Linked DNA regions of Danio rerio: region 1 is linked to region 2. The links are chromatin contacts, called in public Micro-C maps. All regions are on one chromosome and are shown on one strand. The core of a region is the stretch at or near the end of the contact, and the rest is flanking DNA. Distances in the headings are between cores, read along the strand shown.

Evidence for each region. A called contact is a pair of places that touch in the nucleus more often than the background predicts.
Region 1: a contact with region 2 is called in a Micro-C map of caudal fin, with 4 times the contacts expected there. The contact joins the enhancer-like site here to the promoter of bmi1a in region 2. A contact is called at or near these places in 2 of 18 Hi-C or Micro-C datasets (caudal fin and an unstated tissue).

Annotation. Positions count from the first base shown.
Region 1 is chr24:21,159,201-21,165,933 of GRCz12tu, reverse strand. It overlaps pkd1l1 (polycystin 1 like 1, transient receptor potential channel interacting), which reads right to left. Exons shown (of 54, transcript XM_073940623.1): 9 at 6,482-6,685; 10 at 4,246-4,427; 11 at 3,957-4,160; 12 at 2,026-2,189; 13 at 1,372-1,743. Among named protein-coding and RNA genes, the nearest start is that of pkd1l1, 12 kb to the right of the region's middle. Within about 2 kb of position 1,518, at least 5 of the 62 cell types and tissues checked have an H3K27ac peak or open chromatin away from gene starts, as enhancers often do.
Region 2 is chr24:21,126,331-21,133,980 of GRCz12tu, reverse strand. It overlaps bmi1a (bmi1 polycomb ring finger oncogene 1a), which reads right to left and starts at 3,570. Exons shown (of 10, transcript NM_194366.1): 1 at 3,247-3,570; 2 at 639-771; 3 at 455-551; 4 at 276-331; 5 at 143-193; 6 at 1-45. The coding sequence starts at 756. It overlaps commd3 (COMM domain containing 3), which reads right to left and starts at 7,160. Exons shown (of 8, transcript NM_001008734.2): 1 at 6,997-7,160; 2 at 6,203-6,314; 3 at 6,062-6,125; 4 at 5,941-5,975; 5 at 5,764-5,824; 6 at 5,632-5,688; 7 at 5,489-5,542; 8 at 4,324-4,542. The coding sequence starts at 7,132. The coding sequence ends at 4,483.

The DNA of each region.
Region 1 (6,733 bases), core at 269-2,768, 34 kb before region 2:
AAAACTATAGGTATTGTAAATTTAACACTTAAGGTATTTATAAAACTATAGGTATTGTAAACTAAACACTTAAGGTATTTATACAACTATAGGTATTGTAAACTAAACACTTAAGGTATTTATAAAACTATAGGTATTGTAAACTAAACACTTAAGGTATTTATAAAACTATAGGTATTGTAAACTAAACATTTAAGGTATTTATACAACTATTGGTATTGTAAATTAAACACTTAAGGTATTTATAAAACTAGGTATTGTAAACTAAACACTTAAGGTATTTATAAAACTATAGGTATTGTAAACTAAACACTTAAGGTATTTATAAAACTATAGGTATTGTAAACTAAACACTTAAGGTATTTATAAAACTATAGGTATTGTAAACTAAACACTTAAGGTATTTATAAAACTATAGGTATTGTAAACTAAACACTTAAGGTATTTATAAAACTATAGGTATTGTAAACTAAACATTTAAGGTATTTTAAATAATTGTTTAATAATTGTTAATAATTGTTGAATTGTGAAATAAGTGTTTGATAAGCATGTTAAACACTGTTAAGGTACAAAGTGTCTTGTTACTGTAGTGCTACTTTTATGGATCAGATTTGTATCTTTGATGAAGGAACAATATTGTATCTGCAGGTTTTAAAAAACCTATGGTACATTTTGGTGTACAATGGTAAAAAAGGTACTTATTGTACAAACTGCAATGGTACAAATTTGTTTCTTTGTCTTAAGGCACAATTCTGTCCCATACAAAGATACTGCCCCTGTGACAAGGGTTTGTACCTTCTTTGGTAAAACATTGTACCATTTTTTCTGAGAGTGTACACAACTAAATACATAAATATTTGTTTTGTTTTTCTCCGATTTTATTATTAGAAGAGCTCTTTTTTATTGTGAAAGCCCTAGTTACACCCGGATTAGGTAAAGCAATTGACCACCAGGGGGCGTCTAATCTCGTTTTGTCATAACGGGTCGTGATAAAGTGCTGTACAAAGCTAGCAGAATATTGCAATAATTAATGCATAAAAACAAACACTTTGCTATATGGTACACAAATTAAAACTGAAAACTTTGTCATAATTTACTCACCACTTGTCACCAGTTTATTGTTTCTGTTGAACACAATGGAAGTTATTTTTGTTGATAAATGCTGGAAACCGGTAAGCATTGATTTCCATAGTATTTGTTTTTCCTACTAAGGAAGTCAATGATTACTGGTTTCTAACATTCTTCAAAATAGAGTTTTTTGTGTGTAAGAGTAAATAGTGAGTAAACTTCAGTTTTTGGTGAATTCTCCCTTTGATAATTAACACTTTTTATTGACTAATCACATGATTCTGACTGAGTGGTTACTTTTACCTGATATTAAATCTGTCATTGACACTCTATCGGAGCCAGATAAAGACTCCCGGTGACCCCCAGACGACTCTGTTTCCCCAGGGAAGGATGGGAGGATGCCTGGTAAATGCATGACAGCTGGAAACACTGCATGGTGGTTTGTGTTTGAGTTGGGACTGTGAACGTCATGGTGTTTCACTGAAGTCAGAGAATCTAGTGTAACTGGGGCTGTGAGGTCAATGTGATCAGATAAAAGATAAGGAGCCAGAGATCCAGGAATAGAGCTCTCAGTCAGAAGTGCTGGAGTGTTGGGTGTCACTGCAGGCCTGGAGAAATGTAAGCTCTCCTCCATTTTGGAGGGTAAACCGAGATCCATAGTGCTGCAGAACGGAACTGAGAAAGAGAAAGTTGATATCAGTTTGATCACAAAACACAATGTCAACAGTCTTACATCTGAGGTGTTTTTATGACAGTGCCCAGCATAAATGAGAGCACACCCTTTGAAAATTAAGACTTTGATAAATTTTTTAAGTAAAATGAATGATACATATTGCTGAATTTTATTTATATTTGAGAGAATATAAAATTACCTCACTATTTACTCACAGTGTTTCATTTAGAACGTATTATTTTTAATGAAGAGAATTTAGTTCTTTTTTAAGCTGGCCAACTTACCTTCTGCAGCAGCTCTGCTGGAGGCATTAACCAGGTAAAGTTTCCAGCGGTAAGTTACATTTTTTGTGTTGCAATCAGAATCCTCACAGAAAGCAGAGACAGTAAATGGTGCATTCCAGTTCACTGAATGTTCCTGGCAATCTTTACAAGACATATGAACGTTGCTGTTGAGAAAAAGAAAATATATATAAATAAGAACATATAAACACAAATTATTACAGCTAGCTTCAGAGAAATAGTTTTACTTTTAATTCATTTTGTTTTAAACTAAATCTACAAACACCATTTTATAAAACAATATAAAGACAGCAAAAAAGAAGTGAATGACAAAAATCAGAAGTAAAAATAAAAAATAAAAAAAACCTGCGACACATCTATCTGCAAATCTGGAATCTAAGGGTTCAAATCAATTTAACATTGAAAAATTCAGTCTGAATCAGGGCAATGAAGGGCAAAAAGCCAAACTTGTTTGAAGCTAGTGGGTCGAAGGGTTATTTTCCTAATTTATTTAATAATGTTTAAAAATGAATAGAAAGCACTGCTTTATATAAACGAATGCAGTAATATAATGAACATATTACAGTATTCATTGCCTTGATTTGCTTGCCGGTGTCTTCTTCATATTCCTCTATCTGTTGATTGACAGTATTTACATTTTCAAAGATTTTACTGAATCATTTTATTTCAGTTTGCTTTGTTTTGTAGCTCAGCAATAAAACAAACAAAAAAGGATATGTCAAATTAGAAAATGATGATCTGTGTTAAAGACATTCACCCCAACCCTCTAGATCATACTCACCCTCCTCTCAGATGAAATGGTGGGCCAAATCAAAGGTTACAATGGGCCAACTTTGGCCGACGGGCCCTACTTTGGACATCTTTGGTTTAATACAGTACTTAATAATGCATATTACTAATCACAAATTAAGTTTTGATATTACTATATCAAATATTATTTGAATTGGAAATTTACAAAATATCTGCTCAGAATCTGATCTTTACTTATTATTCTAAAGATTTTTGGCATAAAAGAAAAGTCAATAAAGTCTTAAAGTCTTAAAGTTTTAATTGTTTTAAATCGTTTAAAGGTCAACATTTTTAGCCCCTCTAAGTTATATAAAGTTACAGAACAAGCCATCTTTATATAACAACTTGCCTAATCACCTTAAACTGCCTAGTTAACCTAATTAACCTAGTTAAGCCTTTAAATGTCATTTTATGCTGTATAGAAGTGTCTTGAAAAGTCAAATATCTAGTCAAATGTTATTTACTGTCATCACGGCAAAGATAAAATAAATCAGTTATTAGAGATGAGTTATTAAAACTATTTTGTTTTTGAAATGTGTTAAAAAAAATCTGTCTGTTAGACAGAAATTGGGAAAAAATAAACATGGGGGCTAATAATTCAGGGGGGGTTAATGATTGTGACTTTAACTGTACATGCACTTGAAGTAAAAAAAAATTTTGCCATCCAGTGATTTTTTTGTTTTTCAAATATTTCACAAAAGATGCTTAACAGAGCAAGCAAATTTTGTAATATTTATTTCTTCTGGAGAAAGTCTTACTTGATTTGTTTCGACTAGAATAAAAGCATTTTTTAATAAAAAAAATTTATTATTATTAGTCATTATTATTAGCCCCCTTAGGCTATATATTTTTTGATTGTCTACAGAACTAATCACTGCTATACAATGATTTGCCAAATTACACTAACTTGCCTAATCAGCCTAAGCCTTTAAATAGTACTTTATGCGGAATACAAATATCTTGAAAAATATCTAGTAAAATATTATATAGTGTCACCATGGCAAAGACTAAAGAAATCAGTTAATAAAAATTACATATATTTAAACTATTACGTTTGGAAATGTGATTTAAAAAAAACTTTCCGTAAAATCCAATGTATTTTATTTGACACAGTTCAAACCCACCTGATATGTTTTGATATTACAGTGATGAACATCTCTGATGAGGATGATCGATTGCCACTGTATACGGTCAGAGTGAACTTAAGCAGGTCAAACTCAGGTTTCAAGGCAAGAGCTGGAAATGTAAGCAGTGCTGCAGTGCTCATGATGTTCCTGGTAAAACAGCCGCTCTTCTGTGTGTTTACTGGCCTGCAGGACCAGCTATAACTACAACAAACAAGATTGAGCACCTCATTGCGATGTAATTAAACAAAAAAACAACTGAATGTAATCAATAAACACTGTCACAAACCTCAGAGTATTATTGGGGTAATCAGGGTCATGTGATTTCCGTCCGTCAAGAGTGACGTTAACGCCAATCCGATGATTGATGAAAATATTTGTGGCTCCGCTGATGATACTGACAGGATGACTGTGCTCCACTTCTACTAAAACACTGTAGTTGCTGTAAACCACATTTCCGGATACCTGGACCTTTGTGGTCAAAACAACTCATTAGTATTTTTCTCAGTCAAATAAAATGCATTTAATAAAATCTAGAGCTCTTTGGCTGGAAAATATAAAAGCTGGCAATTATGTTAAGCAGCAAAATATTTGTATGGCATATATTTCAATGTCTTTATTAATCAGAGAATACTGTAAAAAAAATCACAGGTTTCATAAAAAATATTAAGCAGTGTAATTTTTATAGTAATACTAATAATAAGAAGAATGATAGTAAATTCTCAGCTTTGCCATCTTAAGAATTTTTTTAAATTCTAACTATATTTGACACTAATATAAGGATTTAAATTAAATATTTGGAGATTGTACATACATTTTTCTAAATACTTTATTTATATTATTTAAAATTTATTTAACTTAAATTTAATTTATATTTGGTCATTTATTTTCTTTTCGGCTCAGTCCCTTTATTAATCGGGTGTCGCCACAGCAGAACGAACCGTTAACTTATCTAGCATATGTTTTACACAACGGATGCCCTTCCAGCTGCAACCCAACACTAGGAAACACCCATACACTCCATACATTCACACACATACAGCCAATTTAGTTTATTCAATTCACCTATAGTACATATCTTTGGACTGTGGGGCAAATTGGAGCACCCGGAGGAAACCCATGTGAACATGGGGAGAACAAGCAAACTCTACACAGAAATGCCAACTGACCCAGCCAGTGCTTGAATCAGCGACCTTCTTGTTGTTAGGCGATCGTGCTACCCACTGCGCCACCGTGATGCCCTTTTAATTTATATTAATACATTTAATTAATAAAGGACCACACACACACGTTTCAAACTTGTTCTGTCTACAAAAATCCAAGACAAAAAATAAGCATCAAAAATATTATTTTCACTATTATTAGTATTTTTTGTTCTATTTTGATTTGACAACTTTCATGACAAGTAATGCCTAGATCATGGATGCTCAAACGTTTTCGTATGAAGGGCTGAAAACCAAATACCATTAATCACTGTGGGTCGAAGATAAATATACCTAACTTTTTCTATTAAATTTGCCATGAGTAATTTCTTAATTTATTTCATAATATTTAAAAATAAATAGAAAACATCACTTTGAATCATATTAACTAAAGCAGTATCACTTTTGTAATCATAACTTATTGCAATACAGTCATAAACAATCACATTTAGAGTTCAATGCTGAATAAACTAGTCAAGCAGAATCTGCCTTTGCCTCTATCCTTCAGGTGAGAGCCTGTTTCGTAAATTAAATCTGATTAAATGACACCTTTTGAATTGAAACATTTCTTTTAGCTTTTTGTAGCTTAACAATACAACAAACAAATAAAAGGCTAAATTAAATTTGAAATGACAATCTTTAAACCATCCCTATCATTCTTCCTCTAGATGGGATGGCGGGACAAATCAACGGTTACCATGGGCTAACTTTGGCCTGCGGGCCCTAGTTTGGGCATCTCTGGCCTATTGATGTTTTGATTGTTAAGAACATACAAACAGAAAACCACTGTAATATTTTTTCATCATGATTAAAATGAGATAAACAATTGATAGAAAACTGCACATGATCAATTACATTAATGTATAAAACATTCACAGTTTTTAAAAAATAATAAGAAATTGCTTAATATTAGCATTGTATGTATATTTTATAATTTGCAAAACATATTCATTCATTCATTTTCCTTCGGCTTAGTCCCTTTATTTATCAGGAGTCACCACAGGGGAATGAACTTATCCAACATATATTTTACACAGTGGATGCCCTTCCAGATGCAACCGAGTACTGATAAACACCCATACACACTCATTCACACACATACACTACAGCCAATTTAGTTTATTCACATCACCTATAGCGCATGTCTTTTGACTGTGGAAGAAAGCAGAGCAGCCAAAGGAAACCCACGCGAACTGGATCAGCCGATACTCAAATCAGCGATCTTCTTGCTATAAGGCGACAGTGCTAACCACTGAGCCACTTTGTCGCCCTTGCAAAACATCCTTAGCACATAATTTAAGTCAAGTGAAAGAAGGCCCTTACCTTTGCTATGGCTTTATATGTTCCATAATGAAGAAGGTATTTTGGAAGATCAATATACTGCCGTCCAGTGTCTATGTGCGGGAGGAGCAGTTTTTGACCACTCATGTCATATATAGTCCATCTATACAGCAGACCTTTGGACACATTACATTCAATCTGGGTCTCAAATGTCACGGCAAGACGGACATGTTGAGAACGCCATACCTGAAAGAAAGAAAGAAAGAAAGAAAGAAAGAAAGAAAGAAAGAAAGA
Region 2 (7,650 bases), core at 2,321-4,820:
CCTCGTCAGCAACTTCCCCTCGATCCTCATTTGACCCATTTGCAGCTTTAAAAAAATAAAGATTTTACATCCCAGTGCAACACAGATTTGTTGAACTGTTGGGGATTGAACAGACTTTTGTCTTAACATAATAAATACATACCATCAACAGATGGGTGTTCAGCATAAAAGTCTCTCCTACGCTTCATTTCATCTGCACAGAAAAAAGTCATATCTAAAATAAGCATGTGTGAATTCATACAATAATACACTTATAATATTTTAAAGTGACTGACTTTTGAAAAGACCAGGAACCAACTTGTATACAATGTCTTGTAGAGTTTTGTCAGACCTGGTGTTGGGAGGGAGGATTGAGAGGTTAGATGTGGTCAGTTAAACAATTTTTGGAAAGACAATGCAATTTAGGCTATCCTGTTCTGATGGTAAAAACAACAACAGTAATGCTGAAGATTACCGTATATTGAGAAGTGGCTTTGTTTTGTGAACCTGCACATCACATATGGGGCAGTATTTACTGGTCTCCAGGTACCGGACAATGCACATTTTACAAACTGAGGATAAGAAAAATTTAACAGGATAAGACACAAAATCCAGATATTTGGCATGAAGTTTTCAGATATAAGCAAAAAAACACTTACATGAGTGCAAGCATTCTATGATTGTTGTTGCATCTATGAAATATCCACCACATAATACACACATCAGATGAGGATTGAGCTCTGTAATCTTGATCCTTGTTGTGCGATGCATCGTCATGGGATAGAAAAGAACCTGCAGATGCATTAGAATAAGTTGAACTAGCAACTTACAATCACCTGAGACTTCTACATTACCCCTTATTACGGGATGTTTTAAATATCTAAATAATGCTGTTAGCGCACTTTAATAAACAGACAACTATAATTTAAGACAGCTTGTCTACGCCTCTGTAAAACTGCTTAATTGCAATGCATAATGATCATATCGGAGTAAATGAAGATTCGACAACACGCAAAAGGCATAAATAAAGCATCCATCATAAGAACAATCTACGTTAATTAACTTTACGTGACGAACACTTCCCACGGTTTCTATAGCAACTAAACCTGCGTAACGTGGCAACGTACCAACCAGCTGAAAATAACCATGCCGCTTTGTCTATAAATGCAGTTCCAGCAAATTTTAATTGAAAACGAGTCCGCCGAATACATCTAAAACAGCGTGCATCGTGTAATAATGGTCTTACATTTGATTTTTAGTCCGTCCACAAACGACTGAAATAACACCACACATCTATGCAATAATGATGCTGATCTCCGCTTTTTGCTTAGACAGTCTCTCCCTCCTAAACTACTGTTTCAGTCGCCCGTTGCCCATAAATGCACCGTGCATTAAACTGATACCCAATTGACATCATGACTGTCGTCATACGTTGCCATGTATAAGGTTTAATTTTGTTTTACACGGAACTGTTATTAAAACACCTCATTACTTCGGTGCATTCTCTGAGAGCCGAGGACAAGTCTGAGATGACAACCATCCGAAAACGATCAGAGTAAGCAACTCTAGAGTAGTGATTTACATGTGAAGTAGCCTACTAAACCTGCAGCTATACTTACAGTAGTTATAACTGGCGTTTTGAGGGTCAATTTTACATGTTGTTGTACAATTAAAGGACGATTTGAATGAAACATGAATAAAGAACACATGATAAAAACACATGAGATATTACTTCATATCAAAATATATAGGCAACAAAAAGGTTGTGAATATACACGCCAAAAGGAACGTTAAAACAAAGGTAAGTCGTCCAAAAATATATCCTTATTAAAATTTGTAAAGGCGGCCAGGATCTAGATTTTAGCTAAAACATCCACTAGACAAACAGAAATGATCTAGGCTTCAGGACGGTTTGCCCTCACCACTGCAACAAGCGTTTCGGTTGGTTTGAGACAGACAACCACAACCTTTTTGATCTTTGACAAGCACTTTGAGGATGATGGCTTCACGTATAAAATAAAGCAGTCAGGAGGAAATTACCTTTATACACAAACTGTTCTACGTGAGAAGGTGTAGTTTGCAGAGATCTCTGGCCTATTTCGATTAATATTAATATACCACCTGATTAAGCTGAGGAGAATCAAACTGTTAACTGTATTTAACCTATTCTACATAACGCATCAGGTTTTTGACATTTTGAGTTCACAACTTCAAACAGTGTCATACGTTATAACCTATAATAAAAATAAATTGTTTACCAAATCTTGAGGGGGACAGCTGCAATTTCTAAAACAAGATATAGGCTAAACGCGTGATAGACTTATGTTTTTTTAAACAACAAAGGTCAAAGCGACAAAGTTCAGTTCTAAAAGATAAACTAAAAGATTACCCCTTGACATGCAGCGACAAAAAACAGCAAGGCTTCCACACATTAGCCTACATAAAAACAGGTGAAAACGAATAATTTAGCTCAAGTATAAATAAATGTATATAGCCATACACGTAAAAATATATATTTGAATGGTAAAGTGGCTTCAAAGTCCAACAGATATATCCTTAGATCCAAACAAATCTTGTAACCTACAATATAGGATGTCCAAACAGCAATTTAAGTCAGATGGATAAATTAAAGTAAACGCTGAAAAACGTTATATTCGTAAAATAAGTATATTGTTTAATGTGTTGTTTTGTCAACCACACATCGTCTGTGTAGTGAATGTTTGCTGTCAGCTACTGAATGCTTTGTCCTGTATATCCGACAACCTGGCATGTTTAGGTTACTGTGCAAATTTAAGTTAAAAAAACGCACAAATAGGCACAATTTAGCAAAACAACAAGTTTGATCACAAGTAAACATCATACAGATTGCATATCTATAAATTTAGATAACTAGTTAATGTTACGACAAACAGAAAATCCTTTAGAAACCTGCCTGACATAAACAGGCGACCCGTCTTTACCCGATTTCGCGTGCACGGTCAGGATTCATTAATAACTAAACCGTTTCTTCTAGCTAGAAACACCAAACAAACATCATGATGTCAATAACTGAATACCACACAACTCAAAAAGAGTCATTCGTGGACCCATTAAACAAAATTCTTAGATAAAATAACTCAAATCTGTAAGCACGCGGAGACACGGAGACAATGTTGCGTACGCGAGCCTGTCAGTTCCCGCATCCTAACGTACGTCTCCATTTTAAGCTCACAAAAACACTGAATTGGAATTAGACATATGTAAGGGGAGATATCGAAGAACATGTACCTTTCTGGACTGGAGTGAATAGTCGAGCCTGGTGCTGGTTAGACAATGAAAGTTATAAGTCGATCAGCAGAAAATGAATACGAGCCAAGCGGCCATCTTGAAAAGGGCTGCAGACGCTGTCAATTGCAATAAGAGAACGGTGGAGCAGGGCGCAGTACAATAATAAAAAATAGAAAAGGTCCTGTTGTCGATGTGCGTGCCTTGCTTTGTTGGAGAGACGTAACCGGTTTCGTATTTAGACCTCCCGCGTGTAAAACAGCCAGGCTGATGTGCGTTTTCTCCAGACTAGCGCCTTCAGTCTTCTCTTTGAAAAATGCTGCGCTGATGGTTCAGTGGAAACTGACACCGTCCCCAAAATGGCTTGTAGTTCGACCGCCCCGTGCATCACGTGATCTAATTCCTTAAGGGTGGCCTGGGAATATGTGTCGGTGTATTCAGCGCGGCTCTCGCTCAACAAATAACAAAGAATTGCTTTTCAAAGTCTGTTTGACCGTGGTCCAGCTCGTGTAAGGTTTACACAATAGGATAGGTTCTTGTAGGTCAGCTTAGAACCGTTTGCCACATGTCTACAAAATAAATAAAATCCGCTAACAGCGCTAAAAAAGAATGATTCAAAACATAGACATGATCAACTTACCGTAAGATTTTCTATTTATACACATCTGCATAATCTAAACTTGCAAATGCACCAAGGAAGTATTTAATTAATTAGCCGATGGCATGTTCAGACATTGCATGCGTTGCTGAATTAATTCACGGTGATGAATGTTGCAGAGAGCAGTACAGAAAAACATTGCGAACTCTCCCTCATACGACCGGGAGTCCCCTAGAAAATCCTGACTCTACAAATATGACTCAACGGTATCTATAGCATACTCGCAGTCTTTTCTGTTCTGTCCTTATACTCTCTCTCTCATATATATATATATATATATATATATATATATATATATATATATATATATATATATATATATATATATATATGCGCAACACATATTTACACTTTAATGCTAAAATATTGATTTCTTCTTAATTGCGTCAAAGAAATAAAGTCTAGCATACACAAAGACAGCCTTGCTTAAAAGTGATTTATTGTGGATTTTATGAAAATGACATTTTGGAAAAACAACCACAAACAAACAACCACAGCACCAGATAATATTAATCGATATGCAAGAACAACAGAACAAAAAGAAACCGGAAAGATGCGTTTGGTTAGACAACCTCCAGGAATCATGACTGTGTTGCTCTCTCGACACTTTTTGCGGCGTCCTTCATTTTTCCAACCAAATCCTGAACACAGTTCAAACAATCCAGTTTATTCACAAGCAAATACAAAATATAGAAAAATTGATTTTTACCAAGTCAATTGTTTTACATCTAAAAAAAGCAGTCAAACAGTTCATGCAACTATACTAGATAAAGCAAAGCCTAATATAAAAAAGATCAGTTGTTGACATCGTAAACCTCTGATGATCTATGAAAGTAAACAAAACTACACAAAATTAAATGAAAACTGGGCTTAATCAAAATTAAGAAGGTAGAAAATAGCCCAGTTTGACCGTGCATAAATAAGATTGTTGATTGCATATAGAACAATCAGTAAGTTAGGATTAAAAATCACTGTTTTATAATTTAATGTGAACTTAATGGCAACGTTTTATCAAATTTGCTAAACGCGTGGGTATTTATGAAAACCTCTGGGATGTTTGTAAAGAGGTGTGATGATAACTGAGTGCATAAGAATTTTATGACTTGATCTTTCGGACAATTCACCTTTGTGTCACCCCAACAACAAACAGGCATCTGTGTGACGACGATAATAAAATTAGTATGCAGGCTTTTACAGAAACAGAAACCACACGATGGTAACTTTGAAATTTTCAGGTAGGCCTAAACTCATCATTCAATTACCGGGTTGTAGTAAATTAATGTCAATAACAACAGATTATTATTAAATATTTATCGCTCGTCAAATTCTTTGTATATTGGTTTAAATCAGGAAGTTTTGTATAAGAAGGCCTACAAAATAGAATTTTAAAGCAAGATAAACTCTGTTTCTGAAGAGTCAAAAATATGAAAATAACTGTGAAAACATCAAATTGTTTCAAATAATAAAAGCATTTTAGCCTATTTAAACCTTTAGAAAAATAACATCTTAATCAATGGCTAAGCTGGAGGAAATCATCCACGTGCTTTTAGTCAAACTGATAGTGAGTCTGTGGACTAAAATAAATACCTGAAGTTGCTCCATTGTGCAGTTAAACTTAATTTTCGACGAACAGCCACCGCTCTGCAAAAGCAACCAGAGTACATCCAAAGTGAAAATAACCATTACTGGAAAGTACAGTGAATGCATGTAGGCTTTATGGAATTACATACCTCAGTGTTTAAGGAAATCAGGTATGACGGCTGATTGACTTTATGTACATGACTATTCTGTGGAGAGAAAAAATGGTCATGAGATATTATGGAAGTATTGTAAATGATGGACAACTTAAAGAAACAACATACCTTTATACAATATTCAAGACGCCATGCAGCATCAGTTATATGGGGAGGGCATATGTCAATGCTGAGGAGCAAGTAAAAAAAATAAATAAAGTATCACTGCGGAAATATTTCATTGAATTAGATAAAAGTGATTTTTTTATGCCTTTCAAAAAAAAAATAATAATACACATGCCTCACCTTGACAACAAAGACTCCACATTTTGTTTGTTTTTCTAGAAGATATATAGAAGAGAGATATTCACCTTACTGTAATTCAACTGTTCTTTTAAAAATATTGGGAGACCAAACGTTAGCCTACTTGGAATGAAGTATAAAATATGTCCACTCTTTCAGTCTGAAACCCCAGGTCTTCAAGACATGAGCTAGAAGAACACACGGTATTTTCAGAATTTAGAACACAAGCGGATAGGGGTTGGAAATGATCTTTAGAATATGTTACCTAATTGTCGATTTATCCGCATTTTGCTTAACTCCCTCAAGAATGAACGTTGTTGCCGCGGTGTGACAGTGGTTCAGAGTTGACTGATCGATGTGTTTCAATTCTGGATGACCTGAAGTTGAAGAAAAAATGGTCTAAACAGAAGCTTGAACGTGTGTGTGTGTGTGAGAGAGAGAGAGAGAGAGAGAGAGAGAGAGAGAGAGAGAGAGAGAGAGAGAGAGAGAGAGAGAGAGAGAGAGAGAGAGAGAGAGAGAGAGAGAGAGAGAGAGAGAGCGTTGTTTTAAACCTTACACGCTAAGCTAATGCCTTTTCATAACAAATGTTAAATTATCGGTCAAGCCAGATAATCACTTTCTATACAGAGAGAGTATGTAAGCGAAATAGAAAACCTGTTTAGCTGATAACCAGCGCAGATTAGATTACAAAATTTTAAATCTACAAATACATGAATGTTAGCATACTACATGTGTTTGGGTATAATCAAGCATATGTTAAATATATATGGACTCATTCCTTTACATTTAAAAAGAATGATGTTGTTAATCACACTACGGCTTAGCTAATGCGGCTAAGCGGTCAACTAATGTACACTGCACTTTGTAAGCACAGTAGGCAAACGCCAAGTCAAAGCATGACGATTAAAGTCCGTCAGCCTATGCCAGTTATTGGGCTCTGCAACATATAACATGTCAAGCCCAAGAAAATAACATCAGTAACACAACGCAGCGACTTCCTTCTTGTCTGGAAAGCACCGGAAGTAGTGCTGCACAAAGAAAAAACCTCAACCATCTTACCCAGAGCGCTTTCGCTTCGAGGCGAGACCAGACTGTTGAAGGCGACCTCTGTGAATATCGCATACGACTTCAGGTCGATCACGTTTGAATCGGCTAGGATTTGAAGCCCTTTCATCACTGATTCCGACAACTCCATTTTGAGCAAACTCGCTAGCCTTGGTCACATGAGCGCGTCAGCTGATCTCAGGGCTTGAATTGTCGGGGAACAGGGACAGAGTACTACTGACACATCCATGCACTTGCTGCGCATCATTCTGTTATTGCGCAATTCTGTTATTGTCCTAAGCGAGAAAAAATAAAATATAAATAAAAATAAACTATTGGTTTGTCAAAGACTATGCCGGATTTCTGTGCTTCCAGATAGGCAAAGCAGCATATAAAAAAAAAACTATTACGTATGTTGATAAGAGACGCGTCCGTAATACTGCACAAACCAATTTAATAGTTTAGATTATATTAAAACCAATCTTAACCATCTTAAGACGATTCTTTAAAGTCTATATTAGTGATGTGGTGGTGGCAAGTTTGGTTCTTCTTTAACTTCCTTGTATTTACAAATTAAATAATTTTAAACATATTTTGCGACATATAATATGTAGATATGTGTCTTCAGACTACCATTTTTGGTTGCCCAAACAACCTTAAAATATGCAT